Linked DNA regions of Sus scrofa: region 2 is linked to region 1. Evidence: chromatin contacts called from public HiChIP or PLAC-seq data. All regions are on one chromosome and are shown on one strand. Each heading gives the region's core, a stretch centred on a gene start, on an enhancer-like site or on the middle of the called end of the contact. The rest is flanking DNA. Distances are from core to core; before and after follow the strand shown. Region 1 overlaps GRK5 (G protein-coupled receptor kinase 5). Region 2 has its middle 44 kb from the start of RGS10.

Region 1 (6,866 bases), core at 2,624-5,123:
CACAGATGCGGCTCAGATCCAGTGTGGCAGTGGCTCCGGCGCAGGCTGACAGCTGTAGCTCCAATTCGATCCCTAGCCTAGGAACCTCCATATGCCTCAGGTGCAGCCCTAAAAAGACGAAAAAAAAAAAAGAAAAAAAAAAAGATAACATGAGAAAATCTAGATGACATCAGGTTTGGCATGACCCTTTAGACACAACACAAAAACGTGATCAGAAAAAGAAAGAATAGATAAGCAGGACTTCATTAAAATGAAAAACCTCCACTCTGTGAAAGATAATGTCAGGAGAATGAAAAGATGAGCTACAGACTGGGAGAAAATATTTGCAAAAGACACATCTGATGAAGGACTGTTATCTTAAATATACAAAGAACTCTTAAAACTCAACAAGAAAACAAACAACCTAATTAGAAAAGAGGCCAAAGACCTTAACAACCACTACGTCAAAGAAGAGGTCCTGCTGTGGCACAAGGGGATCAGCGGTGTCTCTTGAGCACAGATCGAATGCAGGTTCGATCCCCGACCAGGCACAGTAGGTTAAGGATCCAGCGTTGCCACATCTGTGGCGTAGGTAGGTCACAGCAGTGGCCTGGATCCAATCCCTGGCCCGGGAACTCCACATGCCACAGGGAGGCCAAAAAAGAAAGAAACGTATACAGATGGCAAATAAGTAAATGAAAATGTGTTCCACATCTCATGTCATTAGGGAAATGCAGATTAAAATGAGACAGCACTACACATCTACCAGAATGGCCGTAATCTGGAACACCAGCACCACCCAATGCTGGTGAGGATGGAGGGCGATGGAAACTCTCACTGCTGGCGGGAAAGCAAGACGGTACAGCCACTTTGGAAGATGGTTTGGCAGCATCTTCTAAAACTAAACAGACTCTTTACCATACGACCCAGCAACTGCATTCCTTGGTACTGACCCAAAGGAGCTGAAAACATGTCCACACAAAAACCTGCACACAGCTATTTATAGCAGCTGTATTCATAAATGCCAAACCTTGGAAACAATCAAGAAGTCCTTCAGGAGGCGAATGGATAAATAAACTGTGGTCCATTCAGACAAGTGAATATTAGTCAGCACCAAAAAGAAAAGAGCTATCCAGCCATGAAAAGACATGGAGGAAACTTAAATGCATATTACTAAGTGAAAAAAAGCCAGTCTGAGAAGGCTACATACTGTTGGATTCCAACTATATGACATTTCGGAAAAAGCAAAGCTATGGAGGCAATAGAAAGATGAGCGGTTGCCAGGAGCTAGGGGTGGGGAGGGATGAAGTAGGCAGAGCACAGAAGTTTCATTTAGGGCAATGAAACTCTTCTGGAGCCTAACTAAACCATGGACTTTGTGGAATTACGATGGGTCATGTAGGTTCATCAATGGTAACAAAGGTACCACTCTGGTGGGGGGTGTTGGTAACAGAGGGGGATGAGCACAGGTAGGAGCAAGGATACATGGGAACTCTCGGTACTTCCTTTTAATTTTGTTGTGAAGCTAGAACTGCTCTAAAAAAAGTAAAATATTAAAAAAAAAGAAAACAACCAACTAAGTATATGGCTCAGCCACTCTCCCACCATCAAACAAACCCCAAAACCACAGTCAAAAAAGTTAGTGGCCAACAAAGCCTGGGGAAATAAGTCCTGCCCTATGGGTCAGAGCAGTGGCCCACCTGCACCTGTGGTCTGAGGTCCCATGCCTAAGGCACCCTCGACGGGCTGGAGAAAGCCTGGGCCTGAAGTGTTGAGGCTGGCACCCTGCCCTCAACATCCAGTAATGAGCACCACGGATTGTTCATGGCTAAATTTACTGAAAATATTTTTCAAATGGCCATATGGAGTCTGCACATTCTTGAAGTCACTCACTCCTGATCTTTACAACCTATTGTACCAAGGCAGACAGCAGAAGCCCACAATGGAGCTCCATTTGGAAGAGACCACATCGAAATCCCCTTTGTGCCACCTGTGTCCATCATGGCCTCTAATGCTACTGGGCTCAGAACAGGTGCCAGCGGATGCATCTCAAAATCACCTCTTTTGAGCTTAGGGTGCAGGGGCCAAGACCCCCTTCCAGAAATCCACAGTCTACCCATGATGGTGTAACCTCCTCTCTGACGGGGCCCTTAAAACTGGTTAACGGTACCCCCATTAATTCATTCGTGATTAATCCATTAGTTGCCCTCATATTCTGAGATGGCGAGATTGGCACGTGTGTGGTGCTGGAGAGAAGGATTTTCTCTGGTTCTGTACAAGAATCCTAAAATGCCGAGGGCGGAAAGGACACTGCAGGCTGTCAGGAGGGACCGTCACATCCCTGTCCCCCCACACCCTCGGGGACCATCCAGCTTCTGCTTGGAGCCCTCTCGGAACAGAAATCCACGCTGTCCTCGGTGGCTCAGGTCCCTCCACCATGGTCTTGCCTCCTCTCCCTCCAGTTCCAAGAGCTGGACCACAAATGACCTGGACAATCTAATGGGGTCAGGCTTTGGGAACTTGAAAGGCAGTGACCTCTGCTCCCCACTCCCCCAGCACTTCACTTTCTTCCAGGTTCTCTTGTATGACCAATGCCCTTTCAAAGGATACCGAATGCTGGCCTTTTCAGATGCGGCTCATCAGTCAGGGCAAACCCCCTACCCGCCGTGTGCTGGCTTTGTGCCAGGCCCCACCCGAGCACCTTACGAACAGGTGCAGTAAATGCTCACAGCCACCCTGTGAAAGAGGGATTTCGTGCACTCCGTTTCACAGATGAGAAACGCTCAAAGGTAAGCAGCACGTCCAAGGTCACAGGGCCGGTAAGAGCAGGCGCCGGGGTGCAAACCCAGTTCTGTTCTCATTCAGCATCTGTGCGTCCTGTGCAAGGCAGAGGCTCAGAACATTCTGAACCGTTTCTATGAACAGACAATCACCACTACATCAAAGGAGGACCACATCAACTTACAGGGACAAACACCTTGATTCCACCTCGAGGTCAGGTGGGTCTGCTGGAGAGCCTTTCCCAACAGGATCTCCGAGGAGAGCCCCCAAAACAGGGCCCAACAGACAAGCGACAAGAGCACCTGGCATGTATTAGCACCAGATGGTTTCTGAATAGTAAGTCCTTTGAGCCTTCCGCCAAGGTAGGTACTGTTTTTACAGATGAGGAAACACACAGTTCAGGTAAGCAACTTCTCAGAAGTCACAGGTAGCTGCTAGAAGTGCGAGAGCTGGGACTCAACCTCGACTACCTAGTTCTCAAACATGGGTTTCCTCCTGCCTAGTGAGAGGCCCCCTGTTGCCCTCCCTCAATGCAGCCGGCACTGAACCTCCTCGCACACACAGGCCAGCGTTGACGGCATGAGTCACTCACGCGTCCTGGACCAGCCAAGGTCTCCAGACTCATGGAGCCAGTGACTCAGTGCAGCCGCCTGGTTTGGGGCTCCAGATTTCTCTTTGTCGACTGCATGGATCTGTGTATGTTAAAAGCATGTTGACTAGAGCAAAACAAAGCAGTCAATGCGGGCAAACAAAATCTGTAGGAAACACATGGTTTCAGCAAGTCACTGGGGCAGCAAACAATAGAAAGGAAAGGCCATGAAGAAGCGCAGCAAAGAGAAACTGCCTTGCAGGTCCCGGACCTGTAGACCCCACACTTGTGCCAGCAGCTTCAGTAGTGGTGGGTAGAAGAGCCTCTACAGAGGCAAGGCCATAAATCAATCATGCATACATCAATAAAACTTTAAAAAATGGAAAAAATTTTAATAAAAAATAAAAATAACTTAAAAATAAAGAGGGGAGGCCCGTGACTGAGAGACCACAGGCCTCCGCGGCGCCTCCCTGAGTGACCAGAGCGCCTGAGGGCGTGGAGGATGTGGCAGAGCACGTGTGACCAGGGTGGAGCTTCCGGTGGAACCCTCGATCCCTCCGCCTGGCGTTCACAGAGCCGGCGCCTCCCCAGGGGCCACCGTTCTGTCTGACGGGGAGCTTAGGAAAGCGCCTGTCTGCTATTATTCAGCAACTTCTGGGTGGGTCCTGCTATTATTATTAACAAAGATAAGATTACAACTAATAATAACGCATGACATTTAAATGCATTTTGCTTCAGCCTGTCTCTCGGAAGTAGGGGAGAGTTCAAACTCCACCTTGGTATCGCTGGCGAGGCCTCGCGTGCCAGTTCACCCACACGCAGATGAGGGTTCCAGCTCTTCTTCAGAACCCAGCGATTTGGTTTTTTTCCTTTGCCAGGTACTCTGCAGTGTGAGCTGCTGGAAGGAAAATGTTTACGGTCTTACAAAAACCACCTCACTGTCTGCATGACACCTCTCAGAAGAAACAAACTTCCTCTGAAACCTCCTAGAGGCCAACCCCCCCCACCACACACACACACTCACACACACACTCACATGTGCATTCACCCAGCCTTTGACAGTCCGCAGGTGCTGTGGGCTCTGGTATGGGCAGCGTGAACCAGGCCCGCACCATCCAGCCTGGCCCAGTAAACCCACCAATGCACAATCACAAACTGGGGGGAGGGCCCTGGGGAAGGAAGGACCGAACAGGGGGCTGATGGAGCACAACGGGGCTGGTGGTCCACCAAGGAGCCCAGCGACTCAGGACGGCGAAGAAAGGCCTCCCTGAGAAGGTGGGGTTTGTGCCAAACCCTGAGGGGTGGCGAGGAATCGAACGGGTGAGGGGCAGGGAGAGGACCAGCACACACGAAGGTCAGGGAAGGAACTAACAGGAGGCTGAGCAGCAGGAAACCCGGATGGAAACGAGTACAAGGAGCAGCTGGAAGCGTGGAGGGCACAGCAGGAGGGTAAGCCGGCGGTGGGGGGGGGGCCTCCCTCCCAAGGTCAACATCCCAGCTGGGGGCTGGCAAGCTTTTGGGAGCCGGTGTCCGCGGAGAGGCCAGACAGCAGAACGCAGCAACTCCCGGGGTCCTGATCACTTCCTCCGGCTCAGCACATTCAAGTGCGTGAGGTCTCAGATCAGGGTCTGCCCACAGGGACCCCAACGACGGGCCCTGACTGCTCCGCTACGGGGCCAGCAAGTTAAGGGGCCATGGGATGCTCTCAGGAAATCCCTTCCTTGAGGACCAGGGCCTCCGGATGCCCACCTGTGCCCATTCTTCCTTCTCACAGGAAGCAGCCATGACCACACTCCATTGTTCTCGGGCAAGTCACGCCAATTGTTGGCGAACAGGCCACGCGCCACAGCAAGCAAGAAGGTGCCGGGTCTACAAACTTCCTGTGAAAAGTCCCTCTTCGTTTAGAAATGATGCTGCCTTGTTTGTACGTTTCCATTAGAGAACAAACAGAAGCCTGCCCGGAAGACATCAGGGTTATGACCACGGCCCCAGGAGGGGCCAGAACACCACGGAGACCTGGCTGCCAGGTGAGGGCTTCCCCTTTGTTATCCACTCCCAGCTCACCCAGGAGTGAGGCCAGCTGGGACCCAGGCCTCTGCGAGGGACTGACGGACCCCGCCTTCAGGTGGAGGCCTGGAGACGGGACCAGGACAGCATTCTCTAGGGACTAAAAGGACAACAGACCCCACCTGTCCCCCCATCTCTCCTCCACGTTCTGAGCTGATGAGGACAATGATGACCAAGATGACAGGGACCACACTTACTTGGCATTTATCCTGTGCCCTCTGGAGCATTTAAATCTCAACCACCCTATCACAAACCACAGAGGCTCAGGGAAATTAAATAAGTCAGCTCACATCCTCACTGGTAGAAGAGCTAGGATTCAGGCCTAGGCCAGCTGACCTTCCAACCTCAACATCACGCCCCCTCTGTACAATGAAGCGGCCAAGGGGATCTAGCTCATCGACGGGGCTGCACTAATGGAGGCGGGTCCCCAGACATCAGGACCAAGTGCTGAACCCACACATGGGGTCTGCCCAGAAGCGGAAGGAAGTGAACTTGGAACTTCCTCTATGGTGAATAAACTTTACACAGGAAAACAGTGCAACCAAAAGCAAGAAATACACTGCATTGGATTTTGTTTTGAAATAATCTGTTTCTACTTAATGAACACAAAGGCTGTTTGAAAGCTGACTCTGACAATTCAATTTTCCCATCTGCTGCTTCAGACGCAGGTGAGAGATAAACGACAAATACAAAGAATGTCTCCATCCGGGAGGGTGCGTGGGGCTGTGGGCGAGGCGGGGATGTAGGACAGGAGCGGGGCTGGTACCAGTCATCGCTACCTTGTCCTTTGCCACCTGGTGACACACCCTGTAGGTACCAAACCTGGGTGGGCTTCAGAGAGGATACTCATTTGGGGACCAGCCCAAACAAGGGCACCCTATCCTTCTCTCCCTCATGTCTGCAGAACCACTGGCTCTGGCTCTAACCCCATCCTCGGGGACCCTGTTTCCTACCAGGCAGCATCTAGGGTTCTGGGCATTCCTGGGCAGAGCGGTAGGGAGGACCCTCGTTCCAATGCCTGGGCAGTCTTCCCAGTCCACAATACCATCTGTGAGGCTATGCTGGGATGAAGCGCCATGAAAATGGTAGCTTTGAGAAGTTCCCTGGTGGCTTAGCAGTTAAGGATCTGGCATTGGAGTTCCCGTCGTGGCTCAGTAGTTAATGAATCCGACTAGGAACCATGAGGTTGCGGGTTCAATCCCTGGCCTTGCTCAGTGGGTCCAGGATCCGGTGTTGCCGTAAGCTGTGGTGTAGGTTGCAGATGCGGCTCAGATCCCGTGTTGCTGTGGCTCTGGCATAGGCAGGTGGCTACAGCTCCAATTCGACCCCTAGCCTGAGAACTTCCTTATGCCGCGGGAGTGGCCCAAGAAATGGCAAAAAGACAAAAAAAAAAAAAAAGGATCTGGCATTGTCACTGCCAGGGTACAAGTTCCATCCCTGGCCCTAGAAC
Region 2 (6,866 bases), core at 2,398-4,897, 210 kb before region 1:
GACTGCAGAGAATGAAGAATTAGCCAAGTTTCCCATTACGGTTTTGCCGATACATCTTTTCCTGTGTTACAGAGTTGGGAGCCGATGAACGGGTACCCAACTCCCAGGTCACAGCTCTGAATTTGTGAGCACGCTTTGTTTATATGCTCTGCAAACGACTAGGCAAGCACCGGCATGACTCACATTGTCATTATTTACTTTCGTTTTGGCTGCGGGTGTTCTAGAGCTTGCATTTATTTAAGCGCTAAAGGGTCTTCTTGTCCCCTTAGGTTCCAGGGTTTGAAAGTTGTGTGTGTCTTCTCGAGGCTGGCTGTACAGGATGCGGTGAGCCCTGCAGCAGGGCTGTGCCTGGGCAGGGCGGGGAGCGGGATGGAATCACTGCCAAAAGGGTCCCCACATGGCTCTCCTTGGATTCCCACAGGCATGGCGAGCTTTGCAGGTCCAAAGTTGCTCAAGCAGAAACCTGGGGGAGGCGTGTCTCTCCTTGTGGCCTCTGAGTGAGGGTCAGTACCCTCGGTAGGTGTTTGTGTTGGTCACAGTGCTGTGTCCACCAGAAGAAATGGGGGTTTTCCCAGTTACCACAAAGCCACTGAGTTGGGGCACCTGGAAGTGCCCTGAGGGTCTCCCCTTTCCTGCATTTTTATGTCTGATCCATCAGCAGGTCTCCTAGATTCGGCTCCAAAATCCAGTGAACACGTCCATCCTTCCCACCACATGGCCCCAGGTCCTGACCAAGCTGCCTTCCTCATCCCTTGCCTGATGGAGCCTCCTCACTGGTCATTTCTCCTCACTCACACCCCCTTCCCCATCTTCAGCTCGCATCTATCCACCTTTTTAAAATTTTTTAAAAAAATTTTTTCTTTTTGGCCATGCCTATAGCATGTGGAAATTCCAGGGCTAGGGATCAAACCCACAGCAGTGACCCAAGACACAGTGGTGACAGTGCCAGATCCTTAACCCACTGGGCCACCAGGGAGCTCCTCCACCCACCTTTTAAAAAGCCCAGACCTGACCCGGCTGCTCATCTGCCTGAGCCCCTTCTGTGGCTTTCTTTGTTCTCAGAGTAAAAATTCAGATCATGACCATGGCCTCATTTCAGATGTGAGTGGGCCACGGATGCTGCTCTCTGAAGCCTCTGCACAGGCCACCCCTCCTGACCTCAGTCCTTTCTGTCCTTCAAGTCCCAGGCCATATGTCAGCTCCTGGCAGAAATCTTTCCTGGGGGCCGCACTAAGCAGCCCCCTCCCCCTGCCCTTGCACCCCCTCTCTAGTATCTCCAGAGCCCTGGCACATGGCTCATTTTCTGTTACCAGTTTGACCTCTCTCCCCAAGGACAGGGACTGGATGTGTTTCGCCGAGTTCCCAGAGGTGAGCCTCCTGCCTGGCTTCGAGCAGCCACATGGTAGCCCTCTGTAAACGTTTCTGCAGTGAGCCAAGAAATGCCAAGTGGGTCAGGATCTCAAGTTTTGGTTGAGCCCATTCACACCCTAGCATCTCACTATGGCCTCTTGGTAATGGTCAACCCTTGCGATTGTCATATAAATGCAGATTTGGGAGATTCCCCATTTCTTGAGCTCCTCCCTCGTGCCAGGTATTGTGCTGGGCGCATTGCAGATGGTGTCAAATGTGGCCGGTGGGTGTGGCTTGCACTGTATCAATGGGGACCAAACTTTGGAGGCATGGAACACGCACCAGGTAACCATGGCTCATGGTTGGTGATGTCAGGATTGGAACCCAGGTCTTTGAGGCTCCCACACCCCCCCAGCCCACCATCTTTCTCTATACCAAGCTGAGTCACGTTTTAGCTCAGACAAGCCTTTGGCCATTCCAACTAAAAAACGGGTCTCTGTTTTCCCAGGAAGAAGGCCACCACCCAGCCAGTCTTGACCTCTGCAGGACATGCAGAGGGTGTCTCACCCTAGCCAGGGATAGAGAGTCAAATGCTCCTTTAAAAAGTCTGGTTCGGTATTTGCAACCATTTTTTTCCCTTTTAGCAATATATCATGACCATCTTTCCATGCCAACAAACATAATTACACATCATCCAAAAAAAAAAAAAAAGGTCCAGTTTCAAGATTATCTAGGGAAGATAAATGTTTCCGTTGTGCTAATTCCAGCACAGTTTATATGCTGTTTTGCAATGCTGGCAAACTGTTTTCTTCTTATTTAAGCATTTAAACTCTGTTTTTTAAACTGTTATGGCATACAGATCACTTAAGAGTAACAGATGTCTGCTTGATAGAGATGTTCCCAGGAAAAGAATTTGCTGCTTCTTGGTCTCCAGAGGAAGGATGCCTTTGCAAGTATGTGGCTTTCGGTCCACACGTTGCCCCTCTTACCCTCAATAAGAAGAGCAGGGGGAAGAAATACAGTGCCTTGGGCTGCTTTGTAAATATATTTACAGGTCCTGTTGATAACAGAGGTGAGGCCCTGGTCTCCCGGGAGGGCCATCCCTTCCCCTCGTGGAGGGACTATTTCCTGAGTTTCCTTAGGTAGTTAAGATCATGGCCCATCTGGAGACGTGAAAACCTGGGTCCACTTTTCCTATAAATGCAGATTACCCCAGAATTTTAGCTAGAGATTCTTCCAGAATCAAATTATTTTATGATTTACTATTGGCTAGCGTGAGAATTTTTATTAAGCTCACGTCATGGAGTTCAAATGCCTTTTATTTTTTGGTCTTTTTAGGGCTACACCTGCGGCAAATGGAGGTTCCCAGGCTAGGGGTCTAATCGGAGCTGTAGCCGGCAGCCTACGCCAGAGCCACAGCAACTTGGGATCCGAGCCGCATCTGCGACCTAGATCCTTAACCCACTGAGCGAGGCCAGGGATCAAACCCGCAACCTCATGGTTCCTATTCAGATTCGTTAACCACTGAGCCACAACGGGAACTCCGACTGCCTAAATTCTAAACCAGCTCCATCATTTATTAGCTGTGTGATCTTGGGCAGGTCACATATCTTTCCAAGCCTAAGTTTCCTCACCTGTTACATGGGGCTAAGAGTGACTCAGTGAGACTCAATGAGATGATACATGTAACGTGCCTAGCACAGCACCCCATCCATAGGGCGTCAATAAATATTCATGATTCAGAGTCATATGGAATGTTCAAGGTGACACCAGTCTGGGCCTCTTCCTCCATGTCATTTCAGTGGCCACAGGAAGGGCCCCAGGGCCAGGGAGCTAGATCTGAATATTGAGGTAGAAAGTGGGTAGGTGTCAGAGCAGGATTGGGTCAACACTGGTGGACATAGCGGGCAACAGGGGAGGGGAGGGGGAAACTAAGGTAGGCCTGGGATTGGGTATCAAGGCTGGGAGATGGCTCCGTTGCCAACCCAAAGCTAGGTTCCTAGTTCAGCCAAATGGCCAAGTTAAAGGGCAGAAGTCTGAGAGTCTCTGAAGGGCTTGACATCTGACCAAGGAAAAGCAGTGCTAACAGGGAGCTGGTGGTCACCTCTGGAGACATTTTGCATCTGAGGGAAGGAGAAGGGAACCCAGCAGATGACCTTTGGGGAGCTGCTCAAATGCTCTGCAACTTTCCCTTGGCCCTCCAGAATGATTGATTCCTGGGGGAGGAGCTACCCCTTGTGCCTTCCAGGATGTCCACGACTCCACGGAACCCAGTAAGAGAACGGCCCTCCTGAAGTTCCCAGCTCGGGCTCACGGGGGAGCTGCTGAGCCATGGAGGGAGCAAACAGCTGGGCTCCCTGCGGACTGTCCTGCAACTCAGGAGGAACTTCAAAGGCCCTGGGCATCACCCCTGCCCCCAGGGAGTGGTCCTCCCCACCAGAGCGCCCTGTGTTGCCCCTCTCCCCAGGTCTGGTTGTAAAAGGATCTTTGTGCTAAACACCTTCCAAGAGCCCAGGTCTGGGGATGGGGCAGCCCCAGAACTGCTGGGTCCGTGCCATGGCCTTCGCGTCTAACAGTGCGAGTGGCAGGAAGGTGGAGCAGTTGCTGGTATCCTTCCTAGCCCCCGCGGTCCCATGGCTGTTTAGGCAGGAGGACGAGGCATTTCCTGGGCTTGCACTGAAGTTCTTTTACTTCTTTTCACTGGTTCCCGATTCCCTCCCTCCCCGCCCCCCACCAGCCCGTCTTCCTACCACCGCCCCCACACACCAACCTTGGCTTCTGCTGGCTCCAAAGACCCAGATGGGCTACCGTGGGGGACTTTCATTTCACCCAGTTCTAAAGTCACTTGCTAATTTTTTTTAAGCACTTGGAAACCGTGTTTTGCAACAGTGTTTTGATGCGAGTTTCTCGAAGAACTGCAGGACTTTTTGCACAATAAACTGCCAGGTACTAAAGCTGCATTAACAAAGAGATCAAGAAAGGACTCGCTTCATCCACTGAAGCTCAAAGGTTTAAAGTGGTTCAGATAAGTTAAGTACTTCCCTTTCTCATCGGTGGATATTACAAATCTATCTCCAGATCCTCATCTTTTATCTCTGGTGTTTGTTCTGAACTGTAGTTATTATTCCTGAAGCTTCCGAGATAAGAGGCTAAAGTGTTCACTCTCCTTCCTAGCTCTCTGGGATGATTACTTGGTGGGGGGGGGGTGCTTTTTTTTTTTTGAGTGAGGAATAATTAATGTTCAGTAAAGTATACAATCCTTGAGTGGGCTGCTCAATAAATGTCCACAATTGTTTACACACATGTAACCACCACACTGCCAGCATCTGGAGTCGTTTTTGTGGTGTGCTTTTCTGGATGGGTGGGTGTTAACCCCAGGGCCCCCGCTGTGCTCCTCTTCTCACCCTTCCTGTTTCCTGCCTCAGTTCTCACAGACAGAGGTAACTGCCCTGTCCCCAACTCCTTGCCCAGCTATGTGGAGTGAGCACGGCCCCTCCTTCATGCACCGAATTCTTTGAGACTCGAGGGTTTTTTTTGTTTTGTTTTGTTTGGTATTTTTAGGGCCACACCTGGAGCATATGGAGGTTCCCAGGCTAGGGGTCGAATTGGAGCTGCAGCTGCTGGCCTAGACCATAGCCACAGCCATGCAGGATTTGAGCCATGTCTGTGATCTACATCACAGCTCACGGCAATGCTGGCTCCTTTAACCCAATGAGCGAGGCCAGGGAGCGAACCTGTGTCCTCACGGATGCCAGTCAGATTTGTGTCTACCGAGCCACAATGGGAGCGCCCGAGTTTTTTCATTAGGGAAATTATTTTGCAAATAGTTAGCAGCCAAGGTGCCACTCTGCCTTTGTACAAGCTTATGGCAAAGTTGGGAGGGATTTTGATGGATTTGTCCATATCTTGACATCGTGCTTCTTCAGTGCTGGTCAGTTGTATCACTCAACCACCAACCTATTACGTTAGGTAACTAGGAAGAGTTTCAAAACATTCAGAAAGGTAAAAAATAGTTACAATAAAACCATTGTCTGTCTTTAATATTTAATAACTTATCACTATTAGCCATGTGTCTTCCACTTGTTCATTTTTTTTGCCAGTTTTAAAGAAAATTAGACTTGATCTCACCTCGTATTTATTATACCTATTCAAATGAACAATTCTTCTCAATATCACCTAACACCTACTCCATATTCAAACTTCTGGAACTAGAGAGCATTTAGAAATTAAACCAGGATTTAATCGAGGAGCTGGCATTGTAATGTCTCTCAATTTAGACCAGTCTCCCGATCTTTTATATTTTTTAATGGCATTGCCCTTTTTGAAGAAATCAGGCTTAGTGTATGCTGCCTGTTCTTGATTTGTCTTACTGTTTCTCCATGGTGTCGTTTAGCTAGTATTGACTTTGCTTCTGAGACAATTATTATTTATGCTGACCCTTCTTAGTCCAGAGGCTCCTGAATTTCCTCAGTTCACAATGCCCTTGATGTCTCATTTTTTTTCCAGTGTTCTTAGGTCTTAACCCTGAACTAATTGTTCATTAAATAGGTCCAAAAAATTGTTTCCTAATAACTTCATAACTGATTTAACATTTGAAATTATTTCTATTTCACTCAAAAATAACCAAATTACTAATAGAATGGTGTACCTGCGGGTTCTAGCCAGCTTCTCCAACCTTAGAATCAGATGGATGCCACCATCCTTAGTTAGGTCCTGCCCCACAGTGATTTTTGTGTGCTATTTCCTCTTCAGCACAGCAACCACTGAAAACCCAGTATAGAAAGATATGACTCCCTCAGAAGGAATGTAGCATGATCTAGTGTTGAAACCTTGAACTACCTTAGCTAATTCAATGCCAACTGCCCCCATGTTTCCCTTGAAAACTGGGATGTCCTCTGGCACTCCTGTCAGTTTACTGTGGTGCTTGGGTGCCTTGGTGGGCAGTTTGGGAACCGTAGTATGAATCCAGCATCTGACCACCTCAGCTGCAAGGATTACAAATGGCCTGAAGACAAAATGAACAAGCACAGGTTTGTCTCAACTAGATGGACAGAGAACACCTCCTTACCTAGAGCAGGTCTTCCTAACCTCACCATGCTTCAGAAACATCTGGGGACCCTATCACAGCAAACACTCCTGGGCACCGCCCCCACCCCCACCCCCACCCCAGGGGACTTGATCCGGGTTTCAGGTGCCTGTTTAAGAAAGGAGCATCCTTGGTGGTTTAAGTAACCCAAAGCCCACTGTGTTCCGACAAGTCCTCTGAGGTCATCTCTGACCCAGAGTTCACTGTCAAGAGAAGAAAATGAAAGACGGTGGGATAAAGGTTCAATGAATAAGGCCTGGGTCTGGATCTAGCCAATAGAGTGAGTTCAGTGGCTTTGTGAATACCCCTTGCTAGAAAACCTGTTCTCTTGGATAGGCGCATCTCACGTGACAGTCCCAGAGTGCCAGGCAGTTCGGGACCCAGAGAGGAGCAAGGTCAGCCCTGCCTGTGTGTCTGCAGCTACTGAGAG

What was found. HiChIP or PLAC-seq counts read pairs in DNA pulled down with a chosen protein or histone mark.
Region 2: a contact with region 1 is called in an H3K27ac HiChIP or PLAC-seq map of alveolar macrophages. The contact joins two enhancer-like sites.

What each region holds. Positions count from the first base shown.
Region 1 is chr14:129,167,833-129,174,698 of Sscrofa11.1, reverse strand. All of the region lies in intron 1 of GRK5 (G protein-coupled receptor kinase 5), which reads right to left. Among named protein-coding and RNA genes, the nearest start is that of GRK5, 57 kb to the right of the region's middle. Within about 2 kb of position 3,873, at least 34 of the 83 cell types and tissues checked have an H3K27ac peak or open chromatin away from gene starts, as enhancers often do. A contact at or near this core is called in alveolar macrophages, where this site is marked.
Region 2 is chr14:129,376,387-129,383,252 of Sscrofa11.1, reverse strand. No RefSeq gene overlaps it. Among named protein-coding and RNA genes, the nearest start is that of RGS10, 44 kb to the left of the region's middle. Within about 2 kb of position 3,647, at least 9 of the 83 cell types and tissues checked have an H3K27ac peak or open chromatin away from gene starts, as enhancers often do. A contact at or near this core is called in alveolar macrophages, where this site is marked.